Linked DNA regions of Ovis aries: region 2 is linked to region 1. A link is a contact called in public Hi-C data. All regions are on one chromosome and are shown on one strand. Each heading gives the region's core, a stretch centred on a gene start, on an enhancer-like site or on the middle of the called end of the contact. The rest is flanking DNA. Distances are from core to core; before and after follow the strand shown. Region 1 holds the start of TRPC7 (transient receptor potential cation channel subfamily C member 7). Region 2 has its middle 380 kb from the start of TRPC7.

Region 1 (2,700 bases), core at 89-2,588:
TAGCTAGTTTATATGCCCCTAAGCTTAGGAGCAATAGTATTTAGAAATAAATTTTTTTAAACTTCTAATCATGACATAGAACCTTGGTAAACTGTTAAATAATTGAATCAATGTCATTGTTTAAAAGATCATAGAGAGTTTGAATCATGTCCATAGTGAATATTCTGGATTTAATGTGAATTCATTCATAAATCTGATGTGTGCTTCAGAGATAGGACCCACCAGCAGGTGGCATTCTGAAGCAAAAATTCACTGAGTGCCACCAGCCAGGGTCAATCATTATTGCCTCTTTCAAATCTACCCTAAATCCATTAAGCCTTTAAATCACAACTGATGGCAGTAGCATCCTGGTTATGTCTACTCAATCATACTTAAGTGAATTTATTATGCGACTTCAGACTTAAAGAGGGAGATGCTGTGTTCCAGAGTTTCAAAGCTTGTGTCAAAGCTCTGCCAGATTACATCTCTTTTATTAAAAGCATATTCGTTATATTTAAATGGATGTCTAAGCACACATTTTCAACAAAAAAAGGAAAGAAAAATACTAATCTCCTTCTTCCCACCTGTAGTTCTTTAATAGTGGCAGCTTATTAGAATGTATCTTCTTTCTCCTCTTACCCCTGTATTTATATTATGATAACTACAACCACCAAAAAATATCAAATTAAAAAACTGTCAGTAGTGAAGTAGGAGACAATGAGACAATACACATACTCTCTTCTGGGAATAAAACTGCACTCTAGCATAAAAGGACCGGGATATCAGGATGAGTTGCCTATTTCTAAAAGGCTTTGTAAACTTAGACTTTCAATGAAAAGTAAAAGAAAAAAAAAACAACAGCAGCTCTACTAACCTAGCAAATAATAAAGACTGTAAATCCAGATTTACATCTAAAACCACAAGCAATGCACAAGAGGGAGAAGGCTAATAAATAAAAGTTTAATTCCATATTTCAGCGAGAAAACAGCCTCTACTGGGAAAATCATTATGAAAGAATCGTCATAGCTGCTTACATTGAGGGTGAAATACGCAGGCTTGTCCCTTCTCTAGATGACCGGAATCCGGTGTTGAGTCGCGGGAATCTGGCTCCCCATGGGTGGTAGCCGAATAGATGCCACTCTCCGTGGTGCTGAAGTATGAAGCTGGTCGAGTGAGTGAAGTTGTGAGGATATGAAAGCGCACTCCACTGTCCTTTGTGTTGCAATAGTGAAAACTCGCCTTCCGTGGTGGCAGCCCCGCTTTACTGTTCTTTTCCTAGTCTGGGGGAAATTTCCCACGGAACATGACGGAGAAGGATCTGTGTGTGAGACAGGCATGCGGTGTGGTGATGGGTTGTTACAGTCCCCACCCCCTCTCCCAGTAGCTTTGAAAGGGAGATAGCAACTCTGCCTTCCTATCACAGCTCCTTAGGATTTCTGCGTGCCCCCACTCAAGCTCCAGAGCGGTGCATAAAACACACACACACACACACACACACACACACACACCCCTCTCAATTATATAAGGTAGCAGATTCTGGCTCCTAAAGTAGAATACTCATCTGTTAAATGAAAAATGAGGGATGAACTGGTTTTCTACCTGTTGTGTCTATATGTGTTTACAGAGGGAAGGAGTTGAAAAGAAAACTAATACTAGAGGAACCTTAAGAATAACAGAATTAGTTTACTTTAATAAGCTTTAAGGTCACACTCCACTTTGTCTTCTGTGAGCAATGCATTTTCTAACTTTAACCTTTTGTTTCATGACCTTTTAGCATTGTCTAGCCTCAGAAAGAGGTCAGTGACGTAGATCAAGTCTGATGCTAGTAAAAATGCTTAAAAAGGGTTAGCTTTCATTTGTAGCTTTCCAATTTTTGAAGGGAAATTCCTAATGTAAAACCCATTTCCCCACAGTCCCCACTATCACCAGTTGCTGTGTTAACAAATCATCTATGATTCTTAAACACTAAGGTATTTTGATGGCCTCATTGGAGAGAAACCCCCTTAATTGAAATATTACCTGTGTAAGAGAAATACCAGGATTAGTCCCAGGATCTACCTGGGTCACTGAACAATAAATCAGAGTACTTATTCTTTGAAACCAACTCATGGTTGACAACTAACAGTCTAAATACTTAGGATTAAAGAGTTGGCTTTAATATATTTTACACAATGTCATTCTAGGTTTATATGCAAATCGGTTACATTGGTTCATTAATGTGCTACTAGCGTTTTCTCTGCATATAACATGGTATGTGGGAAAAAACCCTGGAATTTTGATTCACTTATTAACTGTGTGACCTTCAGCATAATACTTAACCTCATTGAATCTCAGTCTTCTCATATGTAAATGGTGGGCGAAAGTGGGTAACAATTGCTTTTTTCCAAATGTGTGCATTTAAGAGATGTTTGAATGTTCTTCCTCCCTCCTTGTTCCAGAGAAGTTAAAGTAATGATCTAGTTAAAACTCTAAAAAGCTTGACAAGAAACTAATTTGATTCCTACAAGCCTCTTCACAAACTCTTCCTTGTTACTGATTGTGATTGTGGTTTATTGAATGAAATGCTATTTTAAAAAGAAATTTCCTCAACATTAAGACTTTCTATTTAAAAATTTTATGGTCTTGAAGGACAAGGGAATTTTATCTTTAATTAAAATCAGCAACAAATACATTTAATTCATTTTGAATAAAGTGTTAATGAATTAAGAGCTATTTAGTATT
Region 2 (2,700 bases), core at 166-2,665, 380 kb after region 1:
TAGACATGCTCTAGGTCGAGGTGAGCGGGAGTAGGAGACGGGCAGGGCCTAAACACACAGTGGAGTTGACGGCACTTGGCAGTAGCTGGCTGTCGGGTGTGCGAGAAAGTCAAGGAAAGCTTGGGACCCGTACAGTGGAAGGATAGCTCTTCTTTTTAATGAGATGGGGAAGACAACGGGAGAGGCAGGTTTTGTATGGAAATCAGGAGTTCCTCTCCGGCATGACAAACTCAGCATTTCATCGCTTACCACTCCCCATGAATTCACTGCACTCTCACACTGGCTAGCTGTCAGTTTCTAGAAAATCAAGCTTGTTTTACCCAAGGCCTTTGCACTTGCCACTTCCTTGTCCAGCTGCTCCCTGACTCTGTGCGGTCTGTGGGGAGCAGCTGTCTGCTAAAAAGGGCTCTGACCTTTAGGCGCCTTCTTTCAGATCTCGACACGGCTGTCATTTCTTGCCTATGTGTTGAAAGTAGCTTCCATCCCCGCCCAATCACATCAGTGGTTTTTTTGAGGGGCAGGGTGGGGAGAAAAGAGTTTCTCTCTGTGTATAACATTTCTGTTCCTTTATCTGCTGGTCTGTTCATTCCAGGAGGGTCAGGACCATATCTCTCTTGCTCCCTAGCCCTTATCTCAGTGCCTGGCCTCGTGGTTGCTCAATAAATGTGTGTTAAATCAATTGAACAGAGAACAGGAAACACCACCCTGTCTTCCAGGGGCTCACAGCCCAAGAGAGGAGGAGATATCACTGAATATTAGTCCCAGGTAAGAGAGAATCAGTGCCGATGAGGCTAAAGAACAGGAGTGGCAAAGGAGCAGATACGGGGTCTGGCTGGAGTTCCTGGGCAAGGCTGCCTTGAGAAGAGAGCTGGAGCAGGTGGAGAGCTGGGAGGTGCAGGCAGGAAGGGTGGTGTGGATGTTCAGACCCAGGGCAGGTGGGCCAGGCCCAGGGGGAGGGAGGCAGCGGCCGACAGGGTAGGCCAGCAGGCCTTTTCTCCTCTGCAGCCAGCAGGGAGGATGAGCAGTGCTCTGCAAGGGCCAAAGCAGGGAGCACCAAGAACAGATCACCATCACTTGCCACAGAGCTACTCCGAAAGTTCCTTCTCCGGGTGGCAGAGGGACATGCAGGGACCATACATCAGAATTAATTGCAGCTGTCATGCAGTCGGTAGTTCCCCAGGACGCCCTGGTAGACACCAGGGGAAAGAAACCCCACTGAATTCAGCCATCAGTTGCCTGCCTGTTGTGTATTCTAGCCCTATGCATGCCTGCTGGAACCCTGCAACTGCAATCAGACTCTGTTGACACATCCTGTCCTCATAAACCCTTGCCTTAACACAGTTGCAGAATAGCCCTGCTGCCAAGGTCGAGGCCTCAAGGAATCAGAGGAGCTAAAAAACACTGAAACACTCTGTGCTTTAATCCCCACCCACTCCTGAGGCCTTCCTGTCCCCTCCTCTCCAGTCCCCAGCCCAGAAGGGAGGCTGTGGGTTGGCTGGGGGGAGCAGCTTTCCCACATCACCAGCAGAGGGAGGCCGGTTGTGTCGGCTCAGAGCAGAGAGCAGGGCCAGTGATGGGACAGGACCGCTGTGCAGTGGACACCAGCAGGGACAGAGCCACGCTGGCAGGTTTCCTGGCAACTGTTGGTGCTGGCTGTGATCAGCAGCAGCGTTCAGAACTAAGCTTGGCTGAGCCCATGGATTCCTCTATTCTGGGGCATTTTTCTTGGCTTCCTGGGGCCTTGGTGGCGTTTCTCCTCCCCATGACTGTCTGGGGTCTGTGCCAGGGTTAAGCTGTCTTCCCTGAAGGACAGGCCCCCACTGCATCAACACTGTCTGGTACAAAGGGAACATGTCAAATGGAAGGAAAAATGCCCCCCTACCATATTTTTGGACATCCCAGTGACCGCCTCAGGCACTTCCAGGGTTATAGGGGGCATGCCTACAAGTGTGAGAAAATTGGAAGGACCCGGCTCTGGGTCATTTCCTTCCCTGGGTTTTTAGCCCTCTGAATGTCACTGGAAAGCTTCTCCCTGGGTCAGCCTGCTGACCGTGCTGGGAGGGAAACCTGAATACTCGTCCAGAGGCCGCAGCACGATCGTCACAGTCTTGTCCTCCACTGCCCCCCTGTGTCCACCTAGGGTCACTGCACCCTGACTGCAGCGCCTTCCGGTAACTCCCTTAAACGTTAGACACTGCCTTCCTGTATGCCTAACCCTTTCCCTAGTGCCACAAGAGAGGCAGTGCTTGCTCTGAAAAGAATAAAATCTCCCCAGGAGGTGAAGGTATACCCACAAAGGGACACTGAAGCCAAATAAGGCAGCATACCCTCAGAAAAGTGTGAAAGGGTTATTTACAGTGAGAGGTACACATTTAGTCTCTGTCCTATTCCTGGCTCTGAGCTCCTAAAATCCTTGGAATTTCTTAACTGATGAGAGTGGTAACCTTTTGTTAGGTGGATGAGGTTGGGGATGGTTTCCTGAGAACCGATCAGATCCAAGGTTTGAAACTTTTCAGTCTCCTTCCCCCTCCCCGCTCTTCATACCTCTGACTTCCAGGATGAGACGAGGGGCTGGGGGTTGAATTAATCACCAATGGTCAGTGATTTAATCAATCATGGCTAAGTAGTGAAACCTCCTTCCAGGCTGGGGAACATGTGGGGCTTCAGGGAGAGAGGTGCCTCAGAGAGGGCATAGAAGCT

What was found. A called contact is a pair of places that touch in the nucleus more often than the background predicts.
Region 2: a contact with region 1 is called in a Hi-C map of hypothalamus, with 5 times the contacts expected there. The contact joins the enhancer-like site here to the promoter of TRPC7 in region 1. A contact is called at or near these places in 2 of 16 Hi-C or Micro-C datasets (hypothalamus and tail adipose tissue).

Annotation. Positions count from the first base shown.
Region 1 is chr5:45,427,533-45,430,232 of ARS-UI_Ramb_v3.0, forward strand. It overlaps TRPC7 (transient receptor potential cation channel subfamily C member 7), which reads right to left and starts at 1,339. Exons shown (of 12, transcript XM_042250549.2): 1 at 1,014-1,339. The coding sequence starts at 1,015.
Region 2 is chr5:45,811,331-45,814,030 of ARS-UI_Ramb_v3.0, forward strand. No RefSeq gene overlaps it. Among named protein-coding and RNA genes, the nearest start is that of TRPC7, 380 kb to the left of the region's middle. Within about 2 kb of position 1,416, at least 10 of the 54 cell types and tissues checked have an H3K27ac peak or open chromatin away from gene starts, as enhancers often do. A contact at or near this core is called in hypothalamus, where this site is marked.